Linked DNA regions of Gossypium hirsutum: all the other regions are linked to region 2. Evidence: chromatin contacts called from public Hi-C data. All regions are on one chromosome and are shown on one strand. Each heading gives the region's core, a stretch centred on a gene start, on an enhancer-like site or on the middle of the called end of the contact. The rest is flanking DNA. Distances are from core to core; before and after follow the strand shown.

What was found. A called contact is a pair of places that touch in the nucleus more often than the background predicts.
Region 1: a contact with region 2 is called in a Hi-C map of leaf, with 5 times the contacts expected there. The contact joins two enhancer-like sites. A contact is called at or near these places in 10 of 34 Hi-C or Micro-C datasets (hypocotyl, leaf and petal).
Region 3: a contact with region 2 is called in a Hi-C map of leaf, with 4 times the contacts expected there. The contact joins two enhancer-like sites. A contact is called at or near these places in 8 of 34 Hi-C or Micro-C datasets (callus, hypocotyl, leaf and 1 more).

What each region holds. Positions count from the first base shown.
Region 1 is chrD11:50,663,987-50,668,436 of Gossypium_hirsutum_v2.1, forward strand. It overlaps the pseudogene LOC121223134. Among protein-coding and RNA genes, the nearest start is that of LOC121223135, 48 kb to the right of the region's middle. Within about 2 kb of position 2,360, at least 2 of the 9 cell types and tissues checked have an H3K27ac peak or open chromatin away from gene starts, as enhancers often do. A contact at or near this core is called in leaf, where this site is marked.
Region 2 is chrD11:50,383,680-50,388,258 of Gossypium_hirsutum_v2.1, forward strand. No RefSeq gene overlaps it. Among protein-coding and RNA genes, the nearest start is that of LOC121223197, 9.3 kb to the left of the region's middle. Within about 2 kb of position 2,527, at least 6 of the 9 cell types and tissues checked have an H3K27ac peak or open chromatin away from gene starts, as enhancers often do. A contact at or near this core is called in leaf, where this site is marked.
Region 3 is chrD11:50,703,306-50,707,885 of Gossypium_hirsutum_v2.1, forward strand. No RefSeq gene overlaps it. Among protein-coding and RNA genes, the nearest start is that of LOC121223135, 8.4 kb to the right of the region's middle. Within about 2 kb of position 1,771, at least 2 of the 9 cell types and tissues checked have an H3K27ac peak or open chromatin away from gene starts, as enhancers often do. A contact at or near this core is called in leaf, where this site is marked.

The sequences.
Region 1 (4,450 bases), core at 1,110-3,609, 280 kb after region 2:
TTACAAAATTCCTAATGAACATATAATCTCTACTGCCAAAATCAACCAGATGTTTTTAATAGATGAACAAAATAAATTATTTATAAAAGAAAAAACCAAACATAATTTTAATGTTCTTACTTCCCGGAGCATCCAAAGCAAAACTTGACCCCATTTTTTTGCGAAATTTAAGGCTTCGTTACTTCATTTAAAACCATATGTTAAAACACACACACAAGCAAATTTAAAACATCAGAAAGGAAAGGACTACATAAAAAAAATGAAACCATTTATCATTAACCATTTACTCGTTTATATACCAAAAAAGCAAACAAAATTCATTCCAAGTATAAGTCAATAAAAAGCAAGTAAATATGAAAGTGAAGATGCCAAAAACATGTGTTTTGAGTCCCAAAAACTTCAACTTTGGAACCATAAAAGAGGTTTAACAAACCCACACTTTCCCAACACATCATAGCAAAACAAAGCAAAAGACCCATAAACATGAAGGCAACAACGGCAGAAAAAAAAAGGGTAATTAACTAGAGGAGAAAACATACAAAGCATGAATAGAAACAATACAAGCAATGTAAAAAATAAGAAATGAAGTCTGAATATATGTAAAAAGGTGAGGTTACCCCAGCATGAATCTGAGATTGAGGCATAGGAATCTCCCTTCCAAAGAGCTTGAAAGCTGGATCTCCACCCTTCATCTTTTACATGAAGATTTTGATGTCTTTGAAACTATGAAGAGCAACAACCATTACTGGGGGAGGAAAAAAAGAGCTCTTTTGTAGAAGCAAGGAAGCAACTTTTTATAGTGTTTTTAGTCTTTTTCTCTAAAATCCCAGAAAACCCCTTAAAAACACAAAATAGAAAAGGAAAAAAGATTTGATAAAAGAGTCTGTGAGATAAAAGCATAAAGAACGTGAAGGATCAGAGTTCAATTTTTAAACCTTTCTTTTTTTCCTGCTTTTTTATTATAGTATTTTTAAAGATAAGCTGTCTATTTGGGAAACCTTTTTTCTTTTTCGATTTCTTGGCAGGGTTATAAAATCTAGGCCATGTCAACTTTCTTTTGGGTTTATTTCTCTCACTACTCCTTCTACTCATCTTACATTTTCAATTTACTTTTATTTCTCAAATTTTAGTTTTTCTATTTTTACATTTCAAATTTCAGGTCTAATTTTATAATTATTTTGTTAGATTCATAAATTTAACTGAATTCTTATAAAAAATACATAGATTTATTTCATATTTTAACCCTTATTTTTATAATAAATATGTTGATGTACCTATGTTTTTATTAACGAAAAATATTTTTGGTAATGAAATTTAGATGGTTGACTATGAGATAAATAAACCAAATTTTTATGAAAAATGAATTTCATATTTTATTTTTAGTATAATAATAAATTTATCTCAGGAGTATAACTTGAAAATTAATGTAAAAATATTTCAAAATTGCTTCATCTCTTTTGTTATTGTAATTCACCATCCATTTTCAATTATTCTCATTATATTTATGTGACGGCCCGATGGTCTAGAGTGTTCACCACCTCAGATATGGTTTGAATTTGAGTCGCATTAATCTGTTGATTGTTCGAGCTTTGCTCTGTAATTGTAATTCACCAAAAAAAAAGAAGAAAATCATCAAAACTAAGAATATTGAAGAAGATAAATTTTTATTAAACGAGAGAGAAAATAAAATATTAATTAATATTTTTTTAAAAACATTAATTTAATTCCTCTCTAAAGTGTAGTAATATAATGCAATCATTCATGTACTTTTAAGCATTATTTAAAGAATTTATATACAATTATTTTGTATAAATAAATAACATAATAGTTGCCGTACAAATTAAATTTTAATTAATCTTATGTTACCTAACAGATGTTTATATAAAAGATTCAAGTCAAATTTTTATGTTTTAATTCAATGTTAAAATACTTTTATTAAATAAAAAATCCGTTTCATTATTTGAAAATTTATATTAATATTTACATGTTTTTTATTATTAAAAATATTTTTAAAATTATTAATTTAAATTCAAAATGAGTCTAGCTAATACTCCGAGTTTGTTTCAAGAGTTGACTAAACTAAATGAATCACTTAGGCCCTATAATACAAACATTTATGCATTTTTTAGATTGGAACATATAGTTAAACGGATCAAATTATCAACCGTTCCAAAACAAACATATAATTTAAAAATTATAAGATTTGATTCATTCGAATCTGTAATCTAATTCAATCAGTTCATATGGAATTTAATTGTGTGTATATATTTGAATGAATGGATGGAATGTGATAGGGGTGGGGCCATTTCATAAGAAAGGGAGGCAAGAAATGAAAAGGGAATTTGAAAGAGACTCGCTTTTTACGCCGCCTTCAATGTCTTTGCTTCCCCCCCTCTTTGCCTTTTCCTACCAATGGAATGGGCCCTCCCTTTCTTTCTTTCTTTATTTTATCCCATTTTAGTTCGTGATTTGTGCCTTTCACCAATCACTTCATTTTTCCCCATATTTTAATACTATTACTGTATCAAATTAATGCCTCCAATTAAAATTTCCCATTTTAGTATTTTATATTTATTAATTTCAATCCACTCAAATTTGTTTAATTATATTTATTCAAAATTTATGTATTTTGACTCACTTTATAAAATAGAATATTTTAAATTTATGGCGTTATGTTCATATATCCATTTTTATAATAATATACTTTAGATTTTGTTTGATAAATGATTCAATCTTTTTAAATTTAATTTTTAAGTATGTTTGATCATTATAATAAATTTGCACTTAATTCAAAATTTTTAATAAAAAATGTTCTTTTAGATGTGAAAAAGTGTTGAATAGAATAAATAGGTAAATATTTATTTATCACTTAGGTAGTGTTTGGAAAGCAACTTACACTACGTTTGATTCGCTATAATGAAATAGGGTTGTAATCAGTAATTCAACTATTTAGTTTAATGGAATGGAAGTATTCTTGTATTTAGTTGAGTAGAATGAAATTGTAATAGCATAAGGAAAAAAATTAAAATGACCAGAGTACCCTTAGTAGAATTTTTTTAGATAAATGATTATTGTTATTATTATTGTTATTAAATTTTAATTATTAAAAAAAGTTTAATAATAAAAAATTTAATTATATTTTAATATAATTATTATTAAATATAGTTTAATAAAAATTAAAATAATATATAATTTAATAATATTTTTAATATAATTATTTTTATATTATATTATAATAAAATATTTTATATTAAATTATATTAAAAATTAGTTTTATATTAAATTATATTAAAATATTTCAAATATTTTATTTTTTATATTTTTTAAGTTTAAGTTTTAAAGGACTAATCTAGAAATTAATTTTTTTTTGTTATTCAATGTTGCATGGAATAATCATTCTTTGGTAATACCAAAGAATAACTATTACGGGAAGACAAGTAATAGAGAAGTAATGGTAATTCCATTAAATGAGTATTACATTTATCCAAACAAAGGAATGATTTATCATTCAATGAATAAGGGGGAATGTTATTCCATTCCCCCAACCAAATAAGGTGTTAGTAATTGCTTGTAATTACACGGGATGATATGTTTGAGGAACCATTGTAATTTGTGGGTCCCACTAAATGGGTGTAATTCGAGCCTTCAATTACACTTTCCAATTCTTAAGGGAATGTGAGAATTGAAGTAATTACGTAGGTAATTATATCCAACTTCAATTATCCTATGGCTTTCCAAACACTCGTATATGATTTAACCTTGAAAAATTATTTTTATACAAGTTTAAGTTATAAGAAATTATATTATAAGCATACACACGAATGAGTGTTTGGATGGTTATTCCAAAATATTTCTAAAGTTATATTATAAATCTTAAAAAAATATATCATAAAAATAATTTGTGTATTTTATAAATTTATAATAAAAAACTATATTCCTTAAACCTTAAAAAAAATTTAAAGTTATGACCAAAAAGTGTATTATAAAAAATTAATTTTTATGTTATAAAAAGTGTTAGAATATACTTATTTATAAAAAAATTATAACAAAAAAATATGGGCATAACTTAATTACGTGCCCATGTTATATATTATGAAAAAATAATATACTTATTTATGAAAAGTGTTATGATTTTTTTCCATAATTTATTTATAAAAAATAAATTTTTAAAGTTGTGACAAAAAATTATATATTATTTATAAATGTTTTGAAGGTGAACGATTTATAAAAAATTTCCTATAAAGGTTATATATTATAAATTTTATATTATTTTTAACTTAATTTACTTATTATAAAAAAAGGTTATTGTAACGATTCGCTAGTCAGTGGTACCGGAAAGTATGGTTTTAGGACTCCATTTTCATAAATCGAATTCATAAATATTTTTTATTAATACTTACGGAGCTATACTAGGAGTGAATTAAATTTCGGATAGGTAATTTCGTCGAAA
Region 2 (4,579 bases), core at 1,277-3,776:
ACCCAGATTCAAAAAATTTTAAGAATATAAGCAATACTCGATATTTGGGATCTTCGAGAGAATTGAGCCCTAACGTATTGGGTTTCGATTTCTTTCATTGAATCTAAACAATCGAGATTACTCTTTTAAAAACATAAATAAAGCTCATTATCAGGAATTTAATACGTTGAGTCCTAACGCATTGGATATGACACGTTGTTTTCTCGAGATGAGGATTTTTCTAAAAAATAAGTAAGGCAATGTTTTGCGTTTGGAAATTGGAGAAAACAAGCCCTAATGTGTTGGGATTTGATTTTTCTTGTTCAACCAAATAGCCAAATACCCTCTCAAAAATTTCAAAATAAGGCAATATTTTGCGTTTGGAAATTCGAGAAAACGTGCCCTAATGTGCTGGGATTCAATTTTTCTTATTCAACCAAATAGTGAAATATCATTTCAAAAAATTCAAAATAAGGCAATGTTTTGCGTTTGGAAATTTGAGAAAACGTGCCCTAATGTGTTGGGTTTCGATTTTTCTCGTTCGACCAAATAGCCAAATATCCTTTCAAAAATTTTAAAATAAGGCAATGTTTTGCGTTTGGAAACTCGAGAAAACGTGCCCTAATGCGCTGGGTTTCGATTCTTCGTTGGACCAAATAGCCAAATATTCTCTTATATCTTAATCCATATCATTCGAGTTTTTTAAGGATCGTATTTTTAAAAATTCTCCAAAGTTTTCAATTTCCGACATTAAGATATTAACTAATCGACTAGGTACCAATTTTTGGGCGTTACGAGGGTGCTAATCCTTCCTCGTACGTAACCGACTCCCGAATCCGTTTTTTTGAATTTCGTGGACCAAAATCGTTGTTTTAATAAAATCAAATTGTTTATTAAAAACAACCACTTTTTGAGGTGACCCGATCACACCTCTTCAAAAAAGATTGGTGGCGACTCCCATTTTCGTTTTCATTTTTCAAAACCCAAGTCGATACCGTTTTTATCAAAAAATGGTGTCAACAGTTATGATATGTTGTTTCAAAGGCATGTACCTAAATGGTTGGGGTCATTTTGAGTCTTGGTAAAATGTTGTTGTTTTGGCTATCTTGTGATTTTGATAATGATATACGGCAATATATACATATAAGCTTGGTGATTTTAAGTAACTAATCTTATGTGATGATATGGTGAAATGGTGTAGTTAAGTATGCTTGTCTATGAATGATTGTTTCTTACTCTAGTTCGTTAAAATGGTGATAACTTTTGCTGTTAGTAAGCATGATATTGTTTCATGGAATTTGAACAAATCCTTGTTTGGTTTATGGGAACGAATGACTTTGTGGGCACGAGTAAAATCGTGACATGTTAGACAAATGTATTTAAATATCGAAAGTTGTGTCAATTCTTGATCTAGTTAACTAGTGGTATTAATGTTCTATTTAAGTTGTAGTAAATTAGAAGAATAATTGTAAATAGTCTAAATTAATTTAGCAACGTATGTAACATCGCACACTTGAATTTGATGATTGAGTCAAGTGTGAATGTCACGAAAAGAAATAACACAACAAAATTCTTCCCAAAAAAAGAAAAATCTCAACCCAAGGATCTCTACTGTGTAATGCATCCTAACATAGTAGTTCACTTCTTTTTTTACTTCACCATCACGACTTTAAGTTCTTCTAGTCCCTGTTTTCTAATTTCTACCACCATGGCTTTAAGTCCAACTACTTCTTGATTAAATCAGTGGGATTACTGCTTCCACCACCACCAATAGAATTTTTCCAGCTTGATGGCATACTTGGAGAGTTGATTGTACATCCATCAATTTGTAGATGCTTTTGCTCGTCATCATTTGAAGCTACACCCATGGTTTCTAGCCTTGGAGTTTGATGAAAAAAGTTGAGTAATCTTGCAATCGAGACACATCAACCTTTTCATTCTTCTAATTATTTTGAGTTGCACCCATGGTTTCTTGCCTTGGATCATCTTTTATATGACACGTGGCATAATCCTAGGTTTGAATATCAAAAAAATTTATGGAATGACTTAGATAAGAAATTTTATAAAAGGAATTTAATATTGGAGATGAGAATACGTGAAAAGAATTGAAAATGTGACAAAAAGGACTAATTGAAAATTTTGAAACATATGAGACTAATGTGCAAAATTATCCAAAATGGAAAAATATTAATTATTATGGATTATTTGGCATGAAATGGATTCGAATGTGGTTTGGTGTGATGAAAATCATTTTTTGAATTAAATTAGAAAAATTGAATAGGATAGGGACTAAAATATAAATTTTCCATTTTTATCATGAAAAGAGACCAAATGAATATTTATGAATGATGAACTTGATTTGATTTAAGTATGAAATTTTGAGAAAAAATCACTAAAAGGGCAAAATGAAAATTTTACTGTGAAAGGATAATTTGATCAATTCTTAAGATTTTTATGATGAAAATATTATTTAAATATGATATCTGATAGTATTTTGGATTGTTAGAACTTCGTATTATTGAAATGAGCTTCAAATTGAATAGTGGGCATGGGCCTTGAGCCCATTTATTGATATTTTTAAATGGTTTCTTTCTTTCTCAGCCAGCCAACAGCCCTCTTGCTTATTCCTCTTCTTTTCCTTGCCATTTTCTCCATTTTTCTTTTAAATTTTCATTACCAGCCTTAAGATTTTGTTAAAATCTTCTTTTAAAGAACCCCCATCCATTTAATCATTCTCAACCTAGAATTTATAGAGTTTTGACAAGTGAAATTGAAACTAGAGTGAGAAAGCTCAATTGGTGTGAGAAAAGGGTTGTTTAAAGTGAGGTTAGTAGAACATGGAACAAGCAGCAAACCCAAATTAACATCTGAATAAAAGAACAAAAAATACAAGTTTGAACTATAAAAACACATCTACAAGAAAAAATAGAATAGTAGTAAGCTCATAAGGAGACATCATCTTTGAGCCACTAAAGCACCAACTAAAGCTTCTTTAGAAAGCCAAGAAACGTGCCAAAAAATATCAATGGAAAGAAGACACCAACTAAAGTTGCCTTAGAAAGCCAAGGAACATGCCAAAAAAAATCAATGGAAAGAAACACCACCAACACTGGGGGAACACAGACCAACAAACACCAAAAAGAAAATGTAAAAAAGCTCCTTAAAGGTGCCAAAATCAAATGCGCAAACTTCTAACCAGCAAAGAAAAAACTTCGCAGCCTCGAAAAGATTGGAGCGATCGACACCAGCTTTCGCCGCCCCATCCATTGTATCAATTGCCGTGAGAAAACCTGAAATGATACACCATAAACTCCCTCAAAACAGACAAATCCAAGGCACTTTCTCCCTAATCCCCATTGAACCCTCCATTCAAGAAAAACTATTTCATTTTTCAATCCCATGGCCACAACAATTCTCATACAAATTATACAAATGAAAAACACAAAAGCTAGATGGAAAAAAAATTTCACAGACGTGCTCTGTCATCCCTCTCTATGATCCACATTAACACAAAAATCACCTCCTCATCTGACCAACAAGCTATGAAACCAAAAGGTTTATCAAGCTCCAAAGTCTATTCCGCTTCAGCTCTCAGTACTCTCCTTCGAACATTTTCGATGCCTTAGTCCAACAGCGATTCCTCGGCATCAATCTATGATCGCATCACTTCCACTTATTGTTTTCCATTTCAACACTCGATGTTCTTCTTCAATTCGTAATTATCCTACCCTTCTTCCCAGATCGCTTCAACACTTTTCATCTAAACTCTCAAGAATTTCTCTCATACCTGCTCAGAGATAAGACCCATTCAAAGCAACACAACACCAAGGATCATTACCCTACTCGGAGACACTAAACATCAATAATTCGCACACCTGCATATCTTGCTACAAAGCCTTTTGATTCTTGTTCACCTATATCCTTTTGAATGGGGTATTCTTGTTCTCCAATGCATCCATTAAGCGTACTAGCTTGAATCCAACTTCCGTAACCAAACTCCTACAAATCTTACTTTGCACAGGCCTTCAACATGTCGGTTTATAGCTCACTTCAGATCTAAAGAGGGAGAATTGTTATACTAGCTTGAACAAGTTCGGCTGACTTAGGCTAAAGCCCAAAGAAACATGTGGCTCAAAAGCCCCAATCTTTATTAAGCATTAGCGAGCAGCTAAAGAACATGCCACCTGAAGAGAAAAGTAGCTTTCGGCTTCCAACATACCCTATCAGAAAGAACCCTGACACCGCCCAAGCCACAAGGAACAAAATGGCCATATTCCAGACACATCAGCATGCAAGGGGTAAACCAAAGCTTAGGTATAATACCAAGTATCTTCTTCCTCTCTTCATCTTCTTCACTTTATTTCATTACTCTGTAACTTCTTCACTTTATTCCATTACTCTGTAAACATATCTCCTTACTTTCCTCCAGTATGACACACACATGTTGATTTAAGCATTGGGGAGCATCTTAGTGCCAAAATTTTGAGGGCCCCTAGCTTACATATACTTTGTAGGAAGCCTAGTTATCAACCTGAGAATCTAGCCTTCAGCCCAATTCTTTACCGAAAAAGACGTAAAAAAGAAAGATCATTTTCTATTT
Region 3 (4,580 bases), core at 521-3,020, 320 kb after region 2:
TATCATCCATCCCACTTGTTGGTTTCATTCTGATTAAATATAATTCTAAAACAACAATTTTATATATATATAATAAATATTGCAAATCATTATTAAGAATTTATTATGATTTTTTTAATGTATGCTTATGTAAGTTGTGAATTTAATTCTTATATTTTAATTTGGTCGTTTTAGTTTTTATACTTTTTCAAATTTTAAAATTGTAATCCTTACAAATAATAGTTGTTAAATTCATTAAGTTTTGTTATTTTTAAAATTTGACGTAGCAAATATATTACCATATTTGTAAAACCATGCCAACTTGTGATTTTCACATATTACTAAAAAAAGTCAGTTAATGGGTTTAACTGTTGTTGCTTGCGTCAAAATTAAAATTTTGAAATTCGAACAGTATAGAAACTAAGAATGATGCAATTGAAGAATGTGAATTAAATTTATAACTTTACGCATAGTTCAAAATTAATAGTAACATTTAACCAACTGGATTTAATTGCTATTGTTTGGGTTAAGATTGTAATTTCAAAAATTGAAAAGTACAAGGACTAAATTTGATCAATTCAAAAAGTATAAGGACTAAATTTGAACAAACTAAAGTATAGGGATTAAATCCACAATTTACACATATTACAAGATTAATAGCATAATTTAGCCAACTAGATTTCGCTTCTATAGATTGGGTTTAGGATTGTAATTTCAAATTTTGAAAAGTAGAGAGACTAAAATCAATCATTTCAAAAAGTATAGGGGCTAAATTTGGTCCAATTAAAGTATAAAATTAAATTCACAATTTATGCATAGTACAATGACTAATGGCAAAATTTAACCTTTCTATCATAAAAACTATAAGCAAGGTTTTTAGAATCAGATGATTGAATCGATCAAACCATAGATTCTCGATCTGATTGATTTTGTCTGGTTCAATTGAATAAATTATTAAAAATTTAAAAATAGAGAAAACTGATTCAACTAATTTTTAGCCTGATTCAATTGACTTTTTAACCAGGTCATCCAACCCATTCTTCCGGACCAATATCCAGACTGGTCCTATTCTAAAAACAGTGATAGTAAGAGATATTTGGTTCAAGTAATATTATATTTCATAAACTAAAAACTAAATAAAGTAATACAATATATCTAAAAATATGCTATTCTATTAAAAAAGAAAAAACTTTGGTTTGGTGAATCTTTATATTAAACTTGAAATATATTATTTACTTACAAAACTAAAAGAGAGGAAAAAGAAGCAGCAAAAACCGGTATACTTATTGTGTTAAGGTGACGTTGGAAGTTGGGGGTAAAAGGAAAAAGGAAACAGTAGCTAAAGTCCTGAACTTTAAAGTGGGGGAAGAAAGCTGCCACTATTTTTTTTTGTTTGTTTTTCCTCTTCACTGAGGCATTAAAGCAAACATAAAGTGAGTCAGTCATATTTGGCTCCCATTGCAATGAGGTGTAAAAGTACGTATAAAGGAATAAATTAGCCTCTTTCCTTCTCTTCTACTCTCAATCTCTCTTTACTGCCAATCTGTCAAACACCTCCTATAATCAAAATTTACATATTATTTTAATGTAAGTGTATTTAAAATATAATATATTTTGTTGATTGAATTTTAATTTAGCTGATATCGTATTATTGGGACTACGAGTTCAACCCCAATTTTTCTCTGATTATGGATAGAAATAGGTAATATATTGATATTTTATTAATTATATTCCTACCTATAGGATTTTACCTAAGTCATTTTTATGAATTAGGTCCATCCAAGGGCCCATAGCTGCGTTTATTGTTGGGTTGTGGACTAACCTACTTCTTCGGCTTGTTGGGTTAGACCACATTTGATTCTTCTAATAGGATTTTTGAACTTAACTATCAAGGCCCAAATATATTTACGACATTACTTGTTATAATTAATGTTTTTAAATTTAAATTGGTGATTAAACCAGTTAAATTATCGATTTTCAGTCTGGCTGATTCAATCGGTTTAACCACCTATTCGACCGATTTACTGTTTAATAATATAAAAGAAAACAAGAAAAAACCCAAGTAGCTATTACTACAAGGCCCAACTATTTGCATTTTTAAAACCTAACCATGTTTGTAAATTACTATAAGACCCAACTATGTTAGGTCCAGAGTAAAAAAATAAAATAAACTTAATTCTTCCCCTCATCTCTTTCGTAATTTCCTTGCTGCCTATTTCTTCTCATCTTTTCATTTTTTCTTTCTTTCTCAGACTTTGTTTTATCGGTTCATCTTTTCATCTCTTACATTCTCTTGGCTGCTTTTGGCCGGTGCTTGTAGACTGAAATTATGGTGAGCGAGGAAATTATTTTTGTTGGAATTAAATTATATATTTTTATAATAGTAAAAATGTAATTTTATCATTTTAATAGTCTACGTCTTTATCATTTTTAAAAAATTAAATTAATTTTTTATCATTTTGGGATCAAAGTATAATTTTACTATTACTAATTAAAATTGTATAAATTATAAAAAAAACCTTAATAGAAAATTTTACATTTTAAGAAAGGGTTGGCTAGGCTTCGCCACTATAGTTGGCTGGCGACAATAAGAAGATAGTAAACGAGAGTTGGTTGGTGGTTAGAAAATTTTAGTTCAAAAAAAGAAAAAATCTGTTGAACTAATTTTTTGTCAATTCGTCTGATTTTTAATTTATGAGTGAAAGACAATTTTAATTAGTTAATAACTCATCTATTTTCGATTCAACCGATGTAATTGACAATTTCAAAAACATTGGTTATAAAGTCTCATTTGGTTGGGTTGTTAACCTTACTTTTATACACAAATGGAGTGATTTTACTATATATATATATATATTATAGAAAGAAGTATTTTGGTAACTTTCAAATGTAAACCACATTTTCACTTGACAAGTGGTAAGACATCTCGTTAATTTGAGTAATTTTTATTAAATTCATTATGAATGCCGGAAAAAAATTGCTAATCAATTTATGGTATACGTAATGGAATATTATAAAATTACATCGAATTTATATTGAACTTAAGAATTCCAGAATATGAAATATATAAATGAGTATTTCAAAAATTAACTATCAATTATTAAATTAAATTACATATATGTACCAAAAAAATTATTAAATTATCATTGCAAAAAAATTAATTGACTATCGGTTTTAATATTAAGTTTAATTTAGACGATAAGTTATGTTTTTTAGACAATTTTTATTTTGATTGATTATTATATCTTAACTATTTGTTTGCTATTGTTTTCAAGGAAAGGGGGGGCTTGCAACATAAAACTGAAAGTCGCAGTGAAAAGAAAAGGAAGGAGAAGATAATTTTATTTTAGGTCCCTCGAATTTTAAATTTTCTTTTTCTAATTTAATACCTAATTTTAAGTTTCAATTTAATTGATTTAATCATTTCAGCATTTTTTAATTTGTGCAATTATATCCATACAACATGTCTTAATTTATTCAATTGAGCCCCTTATGGTTTTATGCAATTTGAAAAGTTGTAAAATAGTTATATATTACATTTTATTAGTGGAAAATTGTTAAAATTATATGTGTGCAATTTTAGTTTCATGTTATTGAAATAGCATAACAATGTTAAGTATTACATTTTATTATTGTAGTTTATATTTTTCATGGTTTGACTAATATTATTTTCTTTCTTTAAAAATTTGTATACTTTTTCTTCTTTTTATAAATATTTAAGTATGAATTTGTCATCTGTATTTTTTTTACTTTTTCAACTATTATATTAAAAAAATTATATTAGATAAATATATGTTAATTATTGGTTGTTAGTAATGCAAAAGAAAAATACAAATCTCGCATTGGTTGGGAAAGGCTTCTAAAAAGGGTTTAAATATAATCTTACTTCTTACCCACATTGAGTAATTGAGGCTAAGGCCCAACACATGCGTGCCACCTCTGTGTTCGTGTTGACACGTGTTTACGGCACATACCATGCAAGGTTTTTTTGGATAAATTTTTTGTTATTTTTCTTTTACAAAAATTAAACTGTTACAATTTTGACTTGACCAACTAAATTGTTGCATTTTTTTTGGAAACTAGCTTTTGGCCATTGTGTTATTCAGGAAATTGACTCTTTAGATTTACCGTTTTACCTTTTTAATTTTACCGTTTTGCCTTTCAGAAAATCCTATAAATACTTGGGTCATTCTCCTCATTAAACACACAACAGACAGAAATCACTTCTTTCTCAAAGTCTTTTTGTTCTTCTTTTTGAAAACTTTTTTTGGTCAATTATTCTGATCAAGTTTTCAGTCTTGTTTTCCTAGCCTATTTCCTTTTCGAGAAGAGAAATACTAATTACCTTCCACCTTATTTATTCATGTGTACGAATATTAAAGTTGTGTTAACCTTGGGGGGTGACATCCACTATACGATTACATCAATCTTGGCAAATTTGATTTTAAAGCAGAGGTTCTTTCACGGCACTATAATCATTTCATTTATTTACGTACTATTTATTCTTTCCTACCAGTGCTAACGCTTAGATTTACAGTAGTATATTTTCAACATTTTAGAAGCACATCTTGTACTACTATTTATACATGTTTGTCACAATG